Linked DNA regions of Oryctolagus cuniculus: region 1 is linked to region 2. The links are chromatin contacts, called in public Hi-C maps. All regions are on one chromosome and are shown on one strand. The core of a region is the stretch at or near the end of the contact, and the rest is flanking DNA. Distances in the headings are between cores, read along the strand shown. Region 1 overlaps STN1 (STN1 subunit of CST complex). Region 2 holds the start of ITPRIP (inositol 1,4,5-trisphosphate receptor interacting protein).

Region 1 (5,234 bases), core at 675-3,174, 480 kb before region 2:
AGGCACATCACGGGACCTGTCCCAGAGCCTGCTCTGAGTGGCGAGTCGTGTGTGTGCTGGGGAAGCACCTGTGACACACACGTTCCGTGAACACCTAAGTCTCTCACAGCACTCCACAGTGCACTCCGATTGTTGTGCAAGGAGGAAAGGGATACAATGACTAACAGTTTCTGTACTCACAGGCTCTGTCCAGAGGATATTCAAGACATTTAATAATGGTCCCTTCCTGTCTCTGGGTGGGGGTGGGAGGGGCCGGGGAAGGAAACTTGACTCCAACAGTCCCCTGCCCCCCACAATTTATTGGCAGTTTTGCTTTTTGTGGTTTCAGTTACCCATGGCCTGAAAATATTAAATGGAAAATTCCAGAAATAAATAATTCATACATTTTAAATTGTGTGCTATTCTGGGTAGGTGATGAAATCTCATGCCGTCCTATTTCGTCCTTCCCAAGACATGCATCATCCTTTGTCTAACACATCCATGATGTACACACTACCTGCCCGCCCAGTCCATCAGCAGCCATCTATCATATACAAGGTTCACTGCTATCCACAGTTTCAGTCATCCACTGGGAGTCTTGGAATAGAACCCCCAGACGATAATGGGTGTGGGGGTGGCTACCATGTATAACTGCTGGGACCATCTGAATTTTCTAAACCCATTCATGTGTTCAATCAAGTAATTATTGAGAACCTGCTTTAAGCCAGCACAGTCCTAGGTCCTGGGTAGACAGCAAAGAACAACACAGACAGGCCCCTGCTCTCACGTAAAAGGAACAGGCAGCTCAACAAATAAACACCAGCGTATCACTGACAGCACAGGGTGATCGCCTGAGTGGCGATCAGAGCAGAGGCAGGGAGGCAAGAAGGTGGCATGTCAGCCGAGATGGCCCCCTGGTGGGATAAGGAACATAAATTTAAAAAATAACTTCGACTGGGCCAGTGCTGTGGCATAGTGGGTAAAGCCACTGCATGCAGTGTCGGCATCCCATAAGGGCGCTGTTTCAAGACCTGGTTGCTCCACTTCCAATCCAGCTCTCTGCTGTGGCCTGGGAAAGCAGTGGAATATGGCCCAAGTGCTTAGGCTCCTGCACCCTTGTGAGAGACCTGGAAGAAGCTCCTGGCTCCTGGCTTCGGACTGGTGCAGCTCCAGTCATTCTGGCCATTTGTGGAGTGAACCAGTGGATAGAAGGCCTCTCTTTCTCTCTGCCCTTCTGTAACTCTGCCTTTCAAATAAAATAAATAAATCTTAAAAAAAAAAAAAACTCAAAAAACTATGACTTATGTGACAACAACAAACCTAAACCTAAGAACTTTAACATAGAGAAAGCCTAAAACCAAAGTCTCAACTCTTAATTCCAAGCAAATAAATAAATGCCAAACAACCAAACAAGTTCGCGTGACACTGGGGTGAACCAACAGGGACAGCTTTTTTCAAGATGAATAAAAAACAACTTAGGTATTTCTTAAAACTTTTACTTATAAACCAGACTGGATACCACTCAGTGTTCATTTAAACTTCTAAAACACAGCAAATTAACCTAGAAGACAGCAACCCATTAAAAACTTTGGCTCAAGTTCAAGAATCATCTTGCTAATCAATAAATAATCTTGGACAGATAATTACCTCCTTTCACTACTTCCCCTCATCCGGCTTCTGCTGATGGTTACTGCCCAGTTCAGTGAGTGCTATCAACTAGGTGCTAGTATCCTTAAACTATTACTGTTTCTTGCTACTCAAAGATCAACATAATGAGATTAAAGGAGGAGGACAGGGCAGGTCCAGCCTCAACTCAAGTTCTGAATGCTCAGTGAGCTTCCCAGAGTAGAAAGGGCATGTGCTAGAGCCACAGCCTCTGTTCCCCGGGTCCACCCTGTGAGTCTTCATGCCACAGTCACATTCACCCACGCCCTTAAGCTGCAGACTGGGGCAGAGGACCTGGATCCTCACGTGGGCATGCTGCACTCACTTGGTCAGGGCAGGCGCTGTGAATCACGGGCTGATTGGCAAGGGCCAGCAAAGACTCCACCGTTTCCAACTCCTGCTGGTAAAAGCTTGGCACTCTGTTCTCCTCAAGGAATTCTTTGACTTTTTCACTCAGCAAACATGTGAGATGGGCAAGGTCCAGGGTGCCTGGATCGCTGATGGAGGAAGGATTGAAAAGAAAAAAAAAAAAAAAAAAAAAAAAAAAACCCCTTAAGAAAACCATCACCTGTGCTCTTTTCTGGTGTGCATAAGATAGTCGGAAAATGGAACAGTCTGCAAGTACTTCAAAAAGTTCATGGAAAATGAAATTAAAAGGTAAGTTTAGGGGATGGGTGTTTGGCCTAGCAGTTAAGACACCTGAATCCCACTTCCGAGTGCCTGGGTTCAATTCCTGGCTCTAGCTCCTCGATTCTAGCTTCCTGCTAATGCAGATCCCGGGAGGCTCAAGTAGTTGGGTTTCCGCCTCCTGCAGGGGAGATGTGGTTGGAGTTCCCAGCATCTGACTCTGGTTGGGCATACTCCAGCCATTGTGGACACCTGGGGAGTAAACCAACAGATGGGAATACTCTTCTCTCTCTCTCAAATAAATAAAAATTTTAAAAATAAAATACAGGTTTAAAAAAAGAAATATTTCTTTTGGTCCAAACATTTTTTAGAAACCATGCAATTTTTTCATACTATGCATTTTCTATGAACTTTTTGAAGACCCCTCATATGTTGATGCTTGTTTTTGACATAAAGGGTGAGTCGGTGAATGTCACACAGTTGTTTAAAAATGTAAGGCAGAAAACAGGAACCAACAGAGATAAGATTGATGAAGAAGAAAAGCTGCAGACAGCATGTAAGACACGGTCTTTGGGGCTGGCACTGTGGTGCAGTGGGTTAAAGCCACAGCCCCCAGTGCTGGCATCGCATATAGGTGCTGGTTTGAGTCCTGGCTGTTCCACTTTTAATCTAGCTTTCTGCTTTTGGCTTGGGAAAGCAGTAAAAGATGGCCCAAGTGCTGGGGCACCTGCACCCGCGTGGGAGCTTCAGAAGAAGGTCCTGTCGGGGCTGGCTCTGTGGTGTAGCAGGTAATGCCACCACTCGCAAGGCTGGCATCCCACGTGGGAGCCGGTTTAAGTCCCAGCTGCTTCTCTTCCAATCCAACTCTCTGCTATGGCCTGGGAAAGCAAGATGGTCCAAGTCCTTGAGCCCCTGCACCACATGGGAGACCTGGAAGAAGCTCCTGGCTCCTGGCTTCAAATTGGCCTAGCTCTGTCCATTGCAACCACTTGAGTGAACCAGCAGATGGAAGACCTCTCTCTCTCTCTCTCTCTCTCTGTGCCTCTCTGTTACTCTGCCTGTCAAATAAAGAGAGAGAGGGAGAGAGAGAGAGAGAGAGAGAGAGAGAGGGAGAGACTCTTAAAAAAAAAAAAAAAGTTCCATCTTCTGGCTTTGGATCTGCCCAGCTCTGGCCTTAGTGGCCATTTGGGGTGTGAACTGACAGATGGAAAACCTTTCTCTCTGTTGCCCTCTCTCTCGCCTTCTCTCTGTCTATAACTTTACCTCTCGAATAAACAAATCTTAAAAAAAAAAAAAAAAAAAAAAGACACACATGGTCCCATTTTTGTAAAGGCAGAAACGACAGCCCACCAAATGTCTGGATGAATATTCACCCTCGGTCCCTGCAGAGAAGCACACTGGACTGTGGACAACTGCTGGGCAACAGAGCCAAGTTAGGAGTCAGGAAAATGAAGGATTTCACTTTCTTTTTTACACAAGTCTATAAAATATTACAGTAGACATGTTTAAAAAGCAATTTTTAATAAATAATAAATTCATGCGGTAAAAATATTAAAGGGGGTGGGCAGATGTTCAGCCTAGCAGTTAAGATGTCTGCCTCCCACACTGGGATTCCTGAGACTGATTCCTGGCTCTGGCTCCTGCCTCCAGCTTCCTGCTGAGGCAGATCCTGGCAAGCAGCAGGTGATTGGATCCCTGTCACCCACATGGGAGACCTGAACTGAGTTTCTGGCTCATGGCTCTGGCCTCACCAGCCTTGGCCTTTACAGGCATTTGGGGAGTAAACCAACAGATAGCTCTCTTTCTTTGTCTCTCAAAAGAAAAATGACAAGAGACAAAACAAAAACATCCCCATCACTCTCCTTCCCCATCCTGTCCTTCCAGTCCCCACTCTTAGCCTTGCATACATTCTTACTCTTTTTGGGTTGTTTTTTCCCCCACAGAAAGGACTAAAATGATCCCTGGTTGAGAATAAGTAGCTGTTGCATTTTTAAAAAGGCTTTCAGGGGGTGGCGCTGTAGTAGTGGGTAAAGCCGCTGCCTGCAGTGCCGGCATCCCATATGGTCACTGGTTCGAGTCCTGACTGCTCCACTTCCGATCCAGTTCTCTGCTATGGCCTGGGATAGCAGTAGAAGATGGCCCAAGTCCTTGGGCCCCTGAACCTGCGTGGGAGACTTGGAAGAAGTTCCTGGCTTCTGGCTTCAGATTGGTGCAGCTCCGGCCGTTGTGGCCAATTAGGGAATGAACCAGTGGATGGAAGGTTTTTTTTTTCTCTCTCTCTCTGCCTCTCTTTCTCTCTCTGTGTAACTCTGACTTTCAAATAAATAAATAAATCTTAAAAAAAAAAAAACAAACAAACAGGCTTTCGGTGATGGTGTGGCATAGGGCAACCTGTTTGTGTTGTGTTCTGGAGCAGTTTCTTCAGGTTTCTTGCCTTGGGGCCTGTTGAGCTTCTTGTATCTGTGATTTTATAGTTTTCATCAAGCTTGGAAAAATTTCAGTCATTATTTCCTCAAATATTTTTTTCTATTCCCCACCTATGCCTTCCCTGACTCCAATTACACCCAGGTTTTCTTCATGCATCCTGTTATGTTCACTTTACAGGTGAGCAAACTGACGACCTGGAGCCTCAGAGGACTTGCCCAGAGCCCCACGGATGATTCAGGATTTGAAGCCAGGCCGACCCCAACACCTGGGCTGCCACGCTTGGCTGTCCTGCTGTGGTCACCTTTCCAGGAGGGGTGACTTACCTCAGTGCCTCTTCTTTCTCCAGGGCTGGGCTGCGGAAAGGCTGGTCATAGACTCTCCTGTACATACCAGGCAGCTCCCGCATCCTTGAGATCTGAATGTTCCACACTGGGTCATCTACCTTATCTAACAAGCCACAGGGAAAAAGAGGCCATTGAAGTTACTCTGAGGTTCCTTCCCATGTCCAGGTTGCCCCTAGGACAACAGTAACTGAG
Region 2 (5,615 bases), core at 2,531-5,030:
AGGGGACAGAGACCCAAGAGGGCTCAAGCAATCCAATGGGCAGGGCAGGTGGCCTGAGGCAACCCCAGCAGGCACTGCCTCGGGGCTGTCTCACCCCAGGCCGCTGCACAGAGTCTCTCTGCTGATCAGGCACCATGGTTCTTTGCTTAGCTTCCTATGGACCCATCCAGGTTACCAGGCCATCCTCTTAATTTGCATTATAGGCCTGGCCCTATAAACCCTGAGACTGCACAATAGTTATTTAACTGTGGCAAATGCAAATCTATGTAGCTAGGAGCTACTGCTTGCAAAGCACTAAACAAAGAAGTGAATAAAATGAAAAATTGCTAAGGGGAAAAGTCTACATTGTACCAGCCAAGGAGATGCACACAGCCAGGTTGATCTGAGCATCTGGTTTACCACTGGCAAGAGGGCCAGAGAGAGGGGCACACAGCCCAGCGTTACTGGACACCATGGCCGAATCCTCCACTGGCCTGGCCCTCACTCTAGCTCTGCTAAGCACTAGCCACGTTCTTCTGATCTCTGGGTTCCCGTCTGGCTTGCTCAGGATGCAGGGCCCAGACAACACCAAGTCTGTGTCACGTCCACAAGTCTCCTTGCAAATTAATAAACTAGCCTTTGGACTTGTACACCCTCTTCCAGGAGCTTTCTTGGGCTGATTCAGCAGCCTGAGTCTATAAACTGTAGAAACTGTTTCTGAGTGGGCATAGTTAAGAGCCGACCCCAGGAGAGGTGGCACCATCTTGATTAACACGAGCTTTGGGGCAATCTGCTGGGCACAGCCAAGCCTCTGAGGAGACATCTAAGGGCATGACTGTAACCAGTTAAGGGCTGAGACGTCCAGTGCAAAGCTGAGTGGCCACACCAGGGGCCCGTGAGATGGAGCCTAGGGATGGATCTCCTGGAAGGGCTGGGGAGGGTGTTTGTAGGTGAACAGGACTTGGACAGGGAAGCAAGAGGACCTGGATGTGAGCTTGGGGTGGCAATTCAGGACAGCATGTTCAGACACTTCCTACCTCCTTCCCCTCCTGGGAGAGCTCCCTGCCGACGTCTATGGCATCTTCCCTCGGCACCACACCCAGGTGGCACTTACTCATCACCCGCTTGCAGGCCCTAAACTGGATCTGCCACCTCATATCATCCAGTCATTAGGAAGGAAAGTCAGGCAGGCTTGGGCCAGGCCTCCATGGCCAGGGTCACCTCGTCTCCCCTCCCCTTCCGCTAGCTAGATAAGCTTCTGACCCTGCTAAGAGCAGGCATTTTCCTTCAACAAAGAAAAGGCTCTTCCTTTCTCAGGAGGGTCCCCAACCAGACTAGCTTTATAAGCTTCACCTGTTTTTTTTTTTTTTTTTTTTTTTTTGGGGGGGGGGGTCTGTAAATGCTCAGTGATTGGGACTCAGCTTCCAGGTTCCTGTTTATCTTATTTTTCCATGCCTCAGTTTCTTCATCTGTAAAAGGGGTATAACAGGACTTCAGAAGGCTACTGATGAAGGAAAAGAAAAAAAAGAAAGAAAGAAAGAAAGAAAGAAAGAAAGAAAGAAAGAAAGAAAGAAAGAAAGAAAGAAGAGGAGAGGAGAGAGAAGAGAGAAGAGAAAAGAGAAAAAAGAAGAAAGGGTGGCAAACATTAAGCCCTCAAAATTGCTGGTTATCAGGGTTGCTTGCTCTGCTGTGAGCCTTGGCTATGTCCACCCAGCTGAGGTCCCTGCCTAAATGGCATGAAGTGTTATTCGGATTCACACAAGGGGTGGAATAAGCTAGTAGCAGCCCTGGGGATCAGTTAAAGCTCTTGGCATCACCACAGTCCTACCCTCCTCTCCGGCAAGACTGGATCAGGTAGGGGTCCAGGATGGCCTGGTGTGGGCCCCGAGCTCAGTTGCGCTTCCCAGCTCCCTGGCACACTTGCAGCAGTTGCTCCTTCTTTAGTACACTTCGTGGGCTGCTGTGCCACCCCTTCCCAACTCCTGGGGCTCAGGGGCAACCCCAGGTGGTCCCCGTGGCCGTCGACACAGCCACGCAGCACAGGACCTGCCAGGGCGCCCTGGTTGCTGTAAGTTCCTTCTGGTGGCATGCTGAGACCGGCCGGCGCTGCTTCTGAGTGAGCAGTCTCTGAGCCCAGACCCAGACAATGCTCATCAAGTGCCCCTCGGCTTGTCATCCCTGGGGTGCAGATCGCGAGGCCCTCCCCTTCTCCCTCCCAAGGCCCCTTTCCTTTGGATGAGCTCCTGCTTGGCACGCAGGAGGCTGCCCTGAGAACTGGGACCAGCATACTCCTGGGGTCCACCTCTGCTCTCCCTGGGCTGCACCGGTGGGCTGTGGGTCTCAGCCTCCTGGGGACACTGTGCACCATCCAGCTTCCTCCCAGACAACACCTTCTCAGCAGGGCAACTGTGCCAGAAGTTTCTGCCCCTCCCTGCCCCCTGATGCAAGACACCCCCAAACCACGGAGGACACAACTTCTGGGAAGATGACAACAGGTGACAAGTTCAGATCTCTGCCCCCAGAAAGCCAGAGCCTGAAACTGACTTCCCCTGTGAAAAGGACATGGCCGGAGGACAGCCTTGCCCACGGTGGAAAGTCTGAGGGCAGAGGGGCCTGCAGCAGCCAACACAGGGAATTAGCAAACAAGGATCACCACTTAGGCTGCAGGGGAGACAGAAGCAACAGCCAATTATGTCATTAGCAAGAGCAAGGCCACCTGTTTCTCACCATGCCACAGGTGAGCTCACAGCTGGGCTGTGGCCTCTCTGAAGTACAAGCGGTTTGTAGAAGGGAAAGGCCCTAGGTCAAATCCAGAAAGCACACTGGGACCCAGAAACTGGGACCCAGGGCGCTGCTGCCACCTGGTCCTTCTAGTTTTCATAGGGAGATCTTGGCACAGCAGGCAGGGGCCAAAAGGCACAATGAGGTTCCCACCGCTGCAGTAAGAATACTTTCCCTTTCTGCTCTGCAGCACTTCGGGTTTTTAAGGGGGAAGGGGCGTTTTGGAAGAGGAGGCTGGCGGCCCAGGACAGGAGGCAGAGACTCTGCAGAGCGTAGGGTCCCGAAAGAGGAAGCGGCCAGGGCTTCTCTATCCGGCCCGAAGCAACCTCAGAGCGTCAGTCACCGCCGCACACCGAGAGAAAGCCAAGTTCACGGCTCTTCCAGGCCCCGGGAGGGGAGCGAAGGCGCGAACCCAGCAGGCGAGCAGACTCGCCCGCGCGGCCCAAGTAGCGGATCACCACCGCGCGGGGAACAAAAACGTGGTCCTGCTGCGGGCCCCGAGGCGGAGCTGCCCGCCGTGCCCGCGAAAGGGGCCTCGTGTGCGCTCTTGGGGCAGTCTCGGAGGTCACCAGCGCTCTCCGCATCCCGGGCGCCCCCGCTCCCGGCTCGGTCTCGGGCGCAGCTCCCCCCCACCCCACCCCACTGAGCCCCGGAGCCCCGGGCCCCCTGCGGTCGCGAAGGGGCAGCCGTCCAGCTGCCGGCCCGGGACTTACGTGCGGCCTGGGGCGGCTCTGAGCGCGGATCGGGGGCTCCGACGCGGGAGTCTGCGGGCGGGCCGGCGGCTGCGGAGCGGTTAGAGGGAGGCGGGCTGCGGGGTCCCGGCCGGCTCCCGCCTTCGGGCCTCCATCGCAGGGCTCCGCAGGGCTTCGGAGTTACTCATTTCCTGATGTCACAGAAACTTTTCCCTCCTTATAAGAACAAAACACCCGCCTCTACTCGGGGCGCGGCAGCTGCTTAAGGAGGACCGCGCAGGTTAGGAGCCCGGGCTCGGGGTCCGCTGCGGAGATGGCCCCAGGGACACTCCCTTCCCCGCCCAGGAACTGCAGATGGGCGGGCAGACCTGGAGGGTGACCGACCAGGCCGGGAGCTCACCGCTCGAGTCGCCTGGGGAGGGTGGGCGGAGAGTTCATGGAGGGCGCCCTTAAAAGGCGTCCCGGGCGCGGTTTGGAAGGGGTTAAATCGCTGCCGGCCTGCGTGCGCCTTCGGTGGCGCGTTTTACGAGCGCTGGGATTTCTGGGGGGGGGGGCCACTTTTTTTTTTTTTTTTGTCCATTGGAGTAAATTATAAATCGAGACACAACGCCGGCCCTTTTCTCGTTTTCGGCTTGAATGGATTAAAATAACGCACTCCGTGTTACCATAAATGATTGCATCGCTGCCCCGAGCACCAAGGAGAGGGGCTGAATGCTGCTGGGGCCGCCGTGGTCGCCAGGGCCTGGCTTCCGTGGTGCAGTTGATCGAGCATGGCTACCCCTGCGTAGGAAGGGAGAGAGCTCGGGCCAGCTGCGCAGGGCTAGTGCACAGCAACTTGCGAAACCCACCACCTCCTCTTCCCTCTGCGACCTGCCCCAACCCACAGCCGGGAAGGACACCGGGGAGGGTTTGAATGAATCCTCCCTGCCGCTGCTCTGGGGGCGCCAGGTGCTAAGGAGGGCACGGTTGGTAAAAGGAGGCAGACAGTCCAGGGATTTCGGTCATGGCCATTGCTCCTGCTGCTGGCCCTTAGACTACCTTTTTCTTTTGCTCCTGGATCCCGCCAAGTAGCCTCAACTCTGGTCTGGAAGACATTTGGCTGAGCCTGAAAGATAAACAGGCAATGAGAAAAATGTCTAAAAATAGACCCCCTGGCCCTAGGCCCAGGGTGCTTTTATTCCCAAGTTTCTGTTCCTTTCCATAAATCAGGGGTAGTTGAGGCAGAGTTTTGGGGGCTGGGATGTTGATCTAGGGAAACGCTCTTGAGAGCTGTGTGTTTCTATAATGTCTACAAGTTGCAAGGACCGCATACTTGCCCATCCTCCCCAAAGCAGGTGGAGGGCACTGGAATGAGCCCTAGCAGCCCTGGGCTGGAATGCCAAGGTGCCGGCTGGGATTGTTATCCTGTGTGCAAAGTTGTTCCAGCAGTCTGTAACCAGCTGTGTCTATTATGTATGGTAGGAATGTTCTTCGTATTTGTTTTTCTTTCAAACCTGATGGTTTCCCCCTCTGTGACCTGATGGCCTCTTTTCATTGGCTCCTCTCCTCTCTGTCCAGGCTCTGCTGTCCCAGCCTGGCACAGAAGCCTCTCCTGATCTCACCACTTCCTATCTCATTCCACACTCTCCACGGCTCCTTGTGGTTCTTGGAACTCATGCTTCTCAGAATATGATGGGTCTTTCCCCCTTCACTGCTCACGTGGGCTTTCTGTTCTGCTTGCAACCTTCACCCCACCCCGTCCTCCAGCTGGTCACCCCCATGCACACTCACATTATTTTGCCTGGCAAGTCGTGTGCTCAGTCTTCAGGTCTCAGGCTGGGTAGTCACTCCTCCAGGAAGTCTTCCCTGAACCCCCATGGTTGAGTTGGACACCCCTCCTATGTGACTTCTGTAGCATCCTGTGCCTTCTCTGGAAAGGTTTATAAAGGATTCAATTTCTGGGAACAGGAGGGGCAAAAAGTCAGGGAACCCCTGCTTCAAACACAGAAATGCTTAATAAAAAGTATCAACAATTGAAAGAAGCAGAGGCGGATCTCCAGGGGTGAAGGGAAAAAGCAAACTTGAACTCCAAGGCATCAGGAGTATAAGCTTCAATGGGTAAGGACTGGGGCTAAGTACCCATTCAGACTGTGAGTTCTAGAAGCACAAGGATCTAGACTTGGG

Evidence for each region. Hi-C and Micro-C count contacts between places; a contact is called where the count stands out from the background.
Region 1: a contact with region 2 is called in a Hi-C map of skin fibroblasts, with 4 times the contacts expected there. The contact joins the enhancer-like site here to the promoter of ITPRIP in region 2. A contact is called at or near these places in 4 of 6 Hi-C or Micro-C datasets (ear pinna, embryonic fibroblasts, skin fibroblasts and 1 more).

What each region holds. Positions count from the first base shown.
Region 1 is chr15:26,168,556-26,173,789 of mOryCun1.1, reverse strand. STN1 (STN1 subunit of CST complex) reads right to left here. Exons shown (of 10, transcript XM_008270474.4): 6 at 5,022-5,145; 7 at 1,970-2,141. Among named protein-coding and RNA genes, the nearest start is that of STN1, 30 kb to the right of the region's middle. Within about 2 kb of position 1,924, at least 2 of the 8 cell types and tissues checked have an H3K27ac peak or open chromatin away from gene starts, as enhancers often do.
Region 2 is chr15:25,686,717-25,692,331 of mOryCun1.1, reverse strand. ITPRIP (inositol 1,4,5-trisphosphate receptor interacting protein) reads right to left here and starts at 3,780. Exons shown (of 2, transcript XM_008270488.4): 1 at 3,474-3,780.